2 separate regions of the Zea mays genome follow, and region 1 is linked to region 2. Evidence: chromatin contacts called from public Hi-C data. All regions are on one chromosome and are shown on one strand. The core of a region is the stretch at or near the end of the contact, and the rest is flanking DNA. Distances in the headings are between cores, read along the strand shown. Region 1 holds the start of LOC100281517. Region 2 holds the start of LOC100285576 (16.9 kDa class I heat shock protein 2).

Region 1 (5,135 bases), core at 2,422-4,921, 150 kb after region 2:
TAATTCCATCTGACGCTAACTGGTACCCTCCTTGTTCTTCTTCCTGCACCATTGTTACGATATCCAAGCATTGATTTTGTTTATGAACAGACGTCGGCGTCGCATACTCACTTATGGTCTTGTTTCCCCATGGCGCCGCCATCTTCCAGATCAAAATCGCCCTTCACCCAGCAGCGGACTATCAAATGATGCGTACTCTCCACTTTTCTGGAAGATTATGATTTTTTTCCCTGTACCAAGCGTATATCCAATATCGTGGACGCATATTTCACGGCGCATATCCATCACCCGCTTAATTTTAGGATCGTGGCCGCGCTGATCGTGGGCGCTCTGATCGGGGGAGTAACAGTCATCTATGCAATGTTATGAATACATTTACGGTGTCGTAACTGTCTGTTTAAATGCGCTTCCCCCTTTTACGGGTTACACGTCACCGATCCACGTACGAACACGTGGCCCACGTTGGTTTACGCATATTTGTACAAGCTATTATACTTGCATAACTGTAGTGCATTAAAACGGGCCGCCTGGATCGATCCATTCGGTTCGACCATGTTCGGCTCGTCTGGCTGGGGCTCCGCGCACCTATATGAAGCCCAGGGCTTCCATTACCAACGCCCTATATATATATATATATATATATATATATATATATATATATATATATATATATATATATATATATATATATATATATATATATATATATATATATATATATATATATATATATATATATATATATATATATATATATATATATATATACACACATATTAAGGAACAACAACAACAACTTTGCTTGCTTGGGCCGTGAAGCATATGGGCTGAGTTTTTTCCATGCATGCACGCGCAGCAGCGCCATTTTTGCGTACTGAAGTGACATCGACTACCGGGATCATACCGATCGATCGAGAAGATGATGCCATGCCACCAAGATTCGAGAACAATCCATGTCCACACACAGACACACAGCATTTGCTGCTGCTAGCAGCTGGGCCGGTGGTGGTTCTCCTAGCTAGCTACATCACATATAGTATGTTGTAAACAACACGATATGTCTGTCATTCGACCGACCTCGCTGCTTTTTAGCCGGTGCTCGTGCCTTGAAGCTTGGTATTTCGACTTCCCCTCCGGCCCTTCCCCCTGCTGCGCCTAGGCCTAGACCTCCTCTAGCTCCCTCCATTTTTTTTCCGTCCCACGCCCCGTCGACCGTCGTAGTGCAGGTGGAACGTGGGCGGCTTAGTGCTGGTAATACGGGTCTGTCTTTTTAGATCAGCACGAACACGAACACGACCCGAAAATAAGAGCTTAAAGTATGATCCGTCACGAAAGACAGACCCATATTACCAGCACTAAGCCGCCCACATTCCACCTGCACGACGACGGTCGACGGGGCCTAGGCTGGGTCTTGCGGGCCTGGGCTGGGTCTCAAATTCCGGCCCATCGAGCCCCAACATAGCTCGCACGGACGGATCAAGCTTGGGTCGGCACGGCCCAATGGAGCTTAAGTTGTTTAATTTATTTAATTTAGTAAGATATCGACTTTTATATTGTTGTGCTATTTAGAGTTTATGTGGTCAAATAATGATATGATTATTTAATATTTTTAGTTTAGTAAGTTTTAGACTTTATGTGGTTGTAATATTTTGATTTTATGTGGTCAAATATACTCCCTCCAGTGCAGTAAAGGTAGTCGTTTAGGACATGATTGTGCATACCAAGGAGTGATTAATTATCGTAGAGTTTTCCCTGTTTGCCCCTATTAAATAGGGATATGGGTGCATTAATGTCACTAAAACAATCAGGCTTGATTGGTTGCTGCAACAGCTCCAAGGCATTCTAGACTGGAGGTCTCAAGTTCGATTCCTCTTCCCAGACCCACGCGCGCTATGACTTCTTTTTGTGCACGCTCGGTCACGCGCAGGATGACTTCTTTTACTGCACCGGAGGAAGTATATGGGTTGCACTTGGACCGACACGATCCAATAAAGATACAGCGTGGTTTAGAGTCGGATTGGACCACTGTTTTTATATTTGGTGCTAGCACGGCACAATCTAAAAGTTTTTTTTGTTTTTTTCTGGCTTGAACCTGTTTGTCACGAAGAATGATAGGCTTGTGCCGGGCTGGCCCGGTCTGGCGTGGCCCGATTCCCAGCACTAGGGCGGCTGCAGGTTGGACACGTCGCACTCTGACGTTCTTCGGCGCCAGCAAATCAAGTTCAACAATGTTGGCGCTCAACGTACGGCTGTTCGCTGCATTGTTTCTTTTCTTGGTAGACCGAGGCAGCACACATTGCATGATATGCGCGTCGTTTCTACGCCGATCGAGCCTGAGGTTGTTACTCTTTTAACACGTACTAGTAGGTCCGGAAACGAGCCGCTGCTAGGCTCGATACATGAACGAGCTCGGCTCGACCTTGGCTCGTGAGCCATATTTCTGGTACTTATTACTGTATTATTTAGTGAATTAACATTATTTAAATTTGAAATATAGAATCATAATTCAACATTATGAGTAATTTAAATTATAAATTGTAATATATTTATTATCAAAGACTAAAAATGAGCTATTATCCATAAAATTATCTAATATTTATTATTATTCTATAAATTAATCATTTTGTAAGGTTCACGAGTCAGATTGGCTGGGCTCGCTGCAAAAACGGACTCAAAGAAGGGGCTCGGCTCGCGAGCCGCTCCGAACTCGAGCCGGCTCATGAGCCTCGAGCTTACTTTCCAGTCCTATATACAAGTTACGACGAGTGTGCTAACAAACCTTAAGAGACCAAACGCATCATCAGAAGCCTGAGCATATATTGAGTGGGCTTCTTTTTTTTTTCTTCTCTCTCAATTATAAAGGAATATAAAAAATGGTATTTTGGTCTTTGCTGACCTAATGTCCGAATCTAGCCTATCCCCAAATACATGTGCATATGTGGCTGTGAAGTCGGCAGTTTAAGATTGATGACAAGAGAAAAAGGTATGGAGTGTCCTTGGTTGCGATTCCCAAAGCGTGCTAGCTACAGTACGATATACCACTAACAGCAGCGACTAAACAAACGTATACCCCAACCAATCCTTCCGTTTGTCTCCTCCCGAAGCCAAGAAAAGCACGGATCCTTTGGAGTTGGAGTACTGGAATGGTGCTTACTCCACTCGAACATAAAAAAGAAAATACTAATGCTTACTACAGCGAGCACCGCAGCTAATCAACAAATACTAAGGCTCCTTTTGGCATAGCAGCTCCGGTTACTCTGAAAACAGTTCCGGCGCTGCGAGTTGTTTTACAATTCATTTGGCAAAAGTCTCTGTTGTGTTTATATCGAATCATGTATTAGAGAAATGAAAGAGCCGATAGAAATCACGTTTTTTGTGCTTTGGCTCTAAAAAACAGCTCTAGCTTCTCGGGGCTCTCTCGACGAGAAACTGTTTTATTTTGTGACCATTTGATAGAGATTTACGATGAGCCCGAACCGAAGTCGTCCAAAGAGCCGTGCCAAAGAGACCCTAACGCTGACATACCGTGCCGCCCCCGGCTCCACATGGCAGCCTCATGAGCTCATGATGCGCTCCGAGCCGGACAGACATGGCCGGCCGGATCTTGCGCATCCTTTACTGTCACTCAAAAGCTGGAGCACAGAGACGGCCACACACAGAAAGAGAAAAGACATTCCCGTCCGTGGTGGTTGCTTCGAGTTCGCACGACGCTATGGAGTGGCGTTCGTTCGGTGCGCTTTACGACAATTTTCGTGGTGGTTTTGACGAACGAACGACCGATCGGCTCTTTATAAGATCTCCCGCCGCGATCCTAGCCAGTCGACAGCAAGCAAGTTTCTCCATCCAACCAACCTCCCAGCGATCACCCCTGCTCCGATCCTTGCATTGGTCTCATCCGCCGGCCGGCCGGGTACCAACGATGGCCTGCACCCAGGTACGTACGTGTGCGACGTACAATGCTCGTCGGCAGCTTAGCAGCAAGCACACGTCGCCATGCATTTCTACTACCGCGCCAACGCAACTGCCTCACTAGCTCACTCATCACATTCGTATTGCATTGCGCCGCCAACGACTAATTCGCTGCCGTCCAGGAGGTGGTGGTGTTCGGCGTGAACCTCCTCGAGAGCGGCGCGCCGGAGGACGACGGCCTGGTGGCCGGCTGGGCGGCGGTGGGCCCGTGCACGGCGCTGTCCGCGCGCGACGAGGAGCCGGCCAAGGTCCCGACCGAGACGATCAACGACGTGGCGGACGGCTACAGGCCCAGCGGCCGGTACGTCCTGGCGTCGGGCCGCGCCGGCGAGGCCGACGGCCTGCGCCGGGCGCTGAAGCGGGCCGCGCTCCGGCCCCGGGTCACGTACCGCGTCGCCGGGTGGGTCGGCCTCGGGGACGGGGACGGGGACGAGGGGGCCCGCCACGCGGTGCGCGTCAGCCTCCGCGTGGACGGCGGCTGCGTCGTCGTCGATGGAGGCGCCGTCGTCTGCGCCGAGCCCGGCAGGTGGACCGAGATCAAGGGCGCGTTCCGACTCAAGGAGAGCCCGCGCGACGCGGAGGTGTACGTGCACGGCGCGCCCGCGGGCGTCGACGTCAAGGTCATGGATCTCCAGGTCTTTGCCACCGACCGCAGGGCGCGGTTCAGGAAGCTCAGGAAGAAGACTGACAAGGTGAGTCGTGACGTGAGCGCCGCTCAGGGGATCGGATCGGATCGGACTTTTACGCCTGGTTGGTGAGCTGAGTGATGGCTTGCTCGCCGCGAGAACGACACTCGCGCTCGATCACTTGCACTAGTCTATGCACGCACTTGATTGGATTGCATTTGATTGGATGGTGCTCTGATTTGCTGCAAATAAACACCAGGTGCGCAAGCGGGACGTGGTCCTCAACTTCGGCAGCGCGGCGTCGGGCATCTCGGGCGCGTCCATCCGCGTGATGCAGATGGACAGCAGCTTCCCGTTCGGCACCTGCATCAACACCAACGTGATCCAGAACCCGGGCTTCGTGGACTTCTTCGCCAAGCACTTCGACTGGGCCGTGTTCGAGAACGAGCTCAAGTGGTACCACACGGAGGCGCAGCAGGGGCAGCTCAACTACAGCGACTCGGACGCGCTGCTCGACTTCTGCGACCGCTACGGCAAGCC
Region 2 (5,800 bases), core at 2,333-4,832:
ACACATTTGTACATAGTTTATCGTGGTTTTATACGATCCCGTTGCAACGCACGGGCACTCTCCTAGTATTAGTATATGGTAATATTTTGTCACACATTTTGCATATTATAGTAATATTTATCGTTCCGTATCTATGTTGTTTCATACTAATTTTTTTACTCCCGTGGCAACGCACGGGCACAAACCTAGTATAGAAATTAAAACTCTATTTTAGTTTTTGTATTTTCAGACTAAAATAAAATAACAAAAATAGACTAAAAATTAGTCTTAAAAAATAAACAGTCCTAATTTTATTTTTACAAAGCAGAGACGCAAATAATCATACTTTTGTATGGAAACTCGCTGGATATGGCAACACAAACAAAATACCGACGGAGCAAATCCAATAGGCCCGAATATTGGTCTCCGATCGGTGTGTAGTGTACCCGCGGGCAGGCGTGCGTAGGCAGAAGCCTGAACCTAACGGATATCCATTTATGGACGCAAAAATTATATTCATGATAACAAACCTAATAGATCCACTCTACTATACGTAGCTGATAGGTGCCCCAAAACATAGATACTAGTTCATGTTTTATTCGTATCTCATCTTCTTCCCCTGACTGCCAGCCGGCCTCTCTCCTCGAATCAAATCGTCCGCCCCCTGCCCTGCCCTGCCCCTCCATCCCGAACTTACGATCTAGCTCCTCCAACACCGCACACTTGTCGTGTCGATGCCCTGCTGGAGCCTCGCTCTGTCGCTCATCACCGCTAGAGCCCCACCAGTCACCAGCTAGAGTCACTCAGCACGGCTTGACTCCTTAAACTAACGAGCCACAAAATCATTGTGGTTTAGTTTGTTTATAGGTTTAAGCTAGCTAATTTAGATCGCGAGTCATAGAAAAAACTATATAAAGATTATTTTTTTGTTGATTGTAAACCAATTTAACAATAAACAATAGTAATTACACTCATAGTTTCATAAACTGCATCAATACAACACTAAATTAACACAACTCATCACTCATCATTATATCATAAATCCACAATTCACACACATGTTTATCAGTTAAGCCCATATTCACAGTCGCACAGACCAATTTAACAAATAAGCACAATTTATCAATTACTAGTTTAATCCATAGGCCATAGACACTACATATATATAACATGTTCACCAATTCATACGTAAATGTATATAATCTCTGCTAAAATATGATAGCTCGTTAAGCTTGCAAGCTGGCTTGTTAATAAGTCGAGATAGCTTGTTAATAAACCGAACTAGAACGTATACTGAGCTCGTGAAACAATTCAAATAAACCGATCCGAGCTGATCTCAGCCATGAAACGAACGAGTCGACGAGACACGAGTATTTCATTCATCCCTACCCACCCTTTCCCAGTGCCCTCGCCCTGCTCATCGTCATCAGCATGCCAGGTGGCCTGCTCGACAGGCCCAATCTTACTCGTGGTGATGATGCAACCCATTCTTGGCGGTTTACGAGCTTGGCGAACTAAGGAACCCTAGCTCTCATCTAGAGATATTTCCTGACTTCCTTTCCTGAAGTGAACCCCACTCTTTATGGAGATCGACATTCGAAGGTATGCACGATTTTAGATTTGATCAGCAAGAACTTAACGGTATATTTGCTTCTTTTGTTCATATAGTATTTTTCTTTAAACTTGTATTGTATATTAATATAAAACTTAAAATCTACGCTACACTAGTTTTTTATGGGCCTATTTGATTTTATCACGTTTCATGGGCCCTTATAAATTCTCGTCATGCGTCTATCACTCGACCTTGGGACCAGACCTCTTTAAAAAACACCAATTAAACCGCCACCAATATCAATAAACAAATTCTATGCACATAGCTGCGGTGCAAAATCCCCACTCACTAAATGAATAATCGTCATTTATTTCTAGATTATCTGCGGGGAAATATGCTAATTAAACTTTTCGTGACGAAGAAACCACTGGCAAGTAAACGTTGCAGTCATTTGTCAGAACCCACAAAGAAAATGAGTAGACAGAAATTTCACGAGAAGAAGGTGATGACTAGTGCTGGGAATTGGGCCGGGCCGGGCCAGTCCGGCCCAAGCCCATCGTGCCAAACGGGTTCGGGCCAGGGAAGCCCAAACATTTTTTGGGCCGTGCCGTGCCAGCCCGAAGTGTAAAAACAGTGGTCCAGCCCGGCCCTAAACCATATCGTGTCTTCGTTGGGCCGTGTCGGCCCGTATATTTGACCATATAAAATCAAAATATTATAACCATATAAAGTTCATAGCTTACTAAATTAAAGATATTAAACAACTCTAGCATCATTTAACCACATAAACTCTAAATATAACAACAATATAAAGTCGATATCTTACTAAATTAAAGAAATTAAACAGATTGGGCTTAATTGGGCCGTGCCGGCCCAAGTCCGGCTCATCTATGCGGGCCGTGTCGGGGGCCCGACGGGTCGGAATTTGAGGCCTGGCCCAGGCCCGTCTTCGGGCTGTGCAAGCCCGGCCCATATTATTTCGTGTCGGGCCGTGCTTTGGGCTCTTATTTTTAGGCCGTACTCGTGCTAGCCCGAAAAGCCCGGCCCAGATTCCCAGCACTAGTGATGACGACGACGGAAGTAGTAGTAAAAGTATATAGGATTCCAGCTTAGGTTGCCTTTTCATTTACTAAGCACAGAAAAAACATTGATTAAAGACGGAATTACACGTTGCAGCCGTGCAATGCAGGAATACCACCCTTTTGTTTTCATGGTTACATGCATGCACGCAGTACAGTACAGGCAGCTGAATCCATCACGTAGTACGCAAAGCCAGGACCAAACCACGGAAACAAACTTTGAGACAGCACGGGCGAGCGAGCGACAACCTCACAGTCGCACGACGACGTGGGACGCTACTATCCGTTCACCGGCGGGGGGGCGTGTACGTGGAGGAACAGGGAGCCGGCCGGCCGTCTCGGTCGGCGTCGGCGTCGGCATCGTCAGAAGCTCAGCAGGGGCCGGCCTCGACGGGCACGGGCGCCAGCGCCGGCGCGTCGGCGGCGGGCTTCTCGGGCACGATGGCGGCGGCGGCGGCCCCGACCTTGGGCACGGTGACGGTGAGCCTGCCGGCGTCCAAGGCGGCCCTGACGCCGTCGACGGCGGCGTCCTCGGGCAGGTGGAACCTGGCGAGGAAGGTGGCGCGGCTGCGCTCGATGTGGTGGCAGCCGTCGCTGCGCTCCTGGCGGCACACGCTGCGCTCGCCGGCGATGACCAGCACGTTGCCCTCGTCCAGCTCCACCGTGACCTCCTCCTTCTTGACGCCCGGCGGGAGCGCGGCGCTGAACACGTAGGCGGCCGCCGTGTCCCGGCTCTCGATGTGCGTGTTGGCGAACGCCGACGTGTCGCTGGCCAGCCACGCGTCGGCGGCCACCGCCGTGCCGAAGATGGTGAAGGGGTTCCGCACCCACGAGTCCAGGGCCAGCGTGTCCAGGAGCCTTACCAGAGACATAATCCTTGCGATGGATTGGATTGGATCGGAGCTTTGCTTTGCTTTGCTTCTCTAGCTTACTACTTACTTGGCAGCCCCAAGCAGCAGGTGCGGTAAGCTAGCTAGGTGTTTTGGTGTGTCTTGTTGGAGCTGCTGCTGCTGCTCGGCTGATGTCCTGGCACGGCTATTTATGGGTGCTCTCGATCGGCGGCTAGGCGCCCTCCATCCACGGACCCGTCCCGTCGGGTGCACGGCTGTACTATAGTGGTGTGAACGGGGCCGATTTGGTAAATTTGCTTGTCGCGGACTGATGCGTGATCTGATGGAGAGAGGAGCCCGGCGGTTAGCTGCCCTGCCCACGTCGCCGTCCTCCCATCCGATCGATCGGGCACCGACGGGTGCGATCCGCCGCTGGCTCGCCATCGGCGGGCTTAATGACACGTTCGCGTCAGCCGTGTGAACGAAGGCCACCCGGCTCCACACCCTACGTGCGATCGCTGTACGGTTTTTGCCGCGACGCTTTGGGACGTGCAACCGACTCGTCGTCGACGTGGCCCGGGCCGTACACATGGCTGGTCCCTGGGCGGTTGTCTTGTTGGTGCCCCCGCAGCCGTACTGTGTGGCGCGCCAGACAGTGCTCGCTGCGGCGTCCTTGTCCGGCAGTGAAGGCCGCCGGGCCGACGGCGACCCGTTCACACTCCTTCCCCGGCGGCCCGACCGGTGTCATCTCACGCGCGCGCAGCGACACGTGCGCCCCTCCCTCTCGTCTCCTCTAGTACGTAAGAGTGATGAATCACTGCCTGCAACTGTTGTGTGCAGTAGCGTTTGCCTTTTTTTTCTAACAAGATACATGGTTGTAGAACATCGAGCTACCGTGTCCGTCGGTTCAGCCACATGAACACATGATCGTCTAAAACACTATTTTATGTTGTTTTACACGGTGTAGACTGTATTATTCGTAGAGTGGAGTTTAAATATAGGTATGAAAAATGAGTAAGCTGCTGGATCTAACTACTATTGAGGCCACGACCGATATCGACCGAGCGCCGTCAGGACACCGTCTCTAGCTTGCGGCTCGCCTGCCATTGCCGTCAGCCTATCGTCTAGCCGATAGCCCGTCATGGCTGGCCCGCCTCCACTCGGCCACGGCCTCGCACTAGAGTGCAAACTGCCACAACCACAAGATTGCCGTTTTAATGGTGTTTTCGATGTTTTTCTATATAGTTTTGTTCTTTTACTTACATTGATGCTTACATAATACCTTTTTTTTCTTCTAATTGTAGATTGGATTTCCTATCGATGATTTGGTGTTGCTAAAAGGATTTTCGATATCCACATTATTTTATAATAGTTATGATATTACAACCTAATTTTAATGCTATTACCAAAAAATCAGTTATAGTTTAGTATTTTTTGTGATTTCTCCATTGTGGATTGGCCCCATCTAGACTTTGGTTCTGCGTCCGGCACTGTATAGGTGTCTGAAGCAGAAGATGGCGTGACGCTGATGTGACTGGAAAGTTGCGTTAGATAAGAACGGGTAGGTATAAATCGGTCGAAAATGAGGGTGACGGTAGGCACAAACTCGGTGCATTGGATCCCCGCCCAAGAATCTCAGATATTATCGGCGCAAATCTCAGACCCAGTCTGATTAAACTAGCAAGGAGCGGTTGGTGAGTTCTTGTTAGGCGATGGAGGGCGCATGGTACGGCCGCTCATAAGCTTGAGCACCACGCACGCCACGCGTCTATTTTTTTTCAAACCGTGCTGTTTACTCTCTGCGTGCGTACGTACGCACGCCCAGAAGATCATTTGCACATGCCCGCGCGCGGAAAATAAAGAAAAACGTCGCGAATCAATTCGGCACATGGCGTTCTTCGTTCGTCCGTTTGGATCGACGGAGACCATATGGCTAGTCCAGCTCCAGCCTAATATCAACGTACCTTTCTAGCCTAACCACTGACAGCACAACTGACTACGCATACACTACTAGAAACGGTTTCTTTTGCCGATTGTTTGAAGCACTCAGCAAATCTTGAAAAACACTCGGCAAAAAGATCTTTACCGAATGTTACGGTTTCTTTGCCGATTGTCTGAAGCACTCAGCAAATCTTGAAAAACATTCGACAAAAAGATATTTACCAAATGTCAGTCGATAACACTCGGTAAAAAGATCTTTGCCGAATGTCAGTCGATACCGAGTGTCCTATTCTCAATAAATGGAGTCGTTTTCGAGAGTGTAACTTTGATAAATACGTCACTCAATAAAGCGTCGAGCACTCGATAAAATGTCGAGCACTCGGTAAAGAGCGGAATTTCGATAGTGACAGAAGGACTGA

Evidence for each region. A called contact is a pair of places that touch in the nucleus more often than the background predicts.
Region 1: a contact with region 2 is called in a Hi-C map of endosperm, with 2.7 times the contacts expected there. The contact joins the promoter of LOC100281517 here to the promoter of LOC100285576 in region 2. A contact is called at or near these places in 6 of 25 Hi-C or Micro-C datasets (bundle sheath, ear, endosperm and 2 more).

Annotation. Positions count from the first base shown.
Region 1 is chr3:20,785,441-20,790,575 of Zm-B73-REFERENCE-NAM-5.0, forward strand. LOC100281517 reads left to right here and starts at 3,672. Exons shown (of 4, transcript NM_001368022.1): 1 at 3,672-3,934; 2 at 4,092-4,661; 3 at 4,855-5,135. The coding sequence starts at 3,713. LOC109944932 (a long non-coding RNA gene) reads right to left here and starts at 73. Exons shown (of 3, transcript XR_002268319.2): 1 at 1-73.
Region 2 is chr3:20,633,284-20,639,083 of Zm-B73-REFERENCE-NAM-5.0, forward strand. It overlaps LOC100285576 (16.9 kDa class I heat shock protein 2), which reads right to left and starts at 3,583. Exons shown (of 1, transcript NM_001158467.2): 1 at 2,629-3,583. The coding sequence starts at 3,482. The coding sequence ends at 2,982.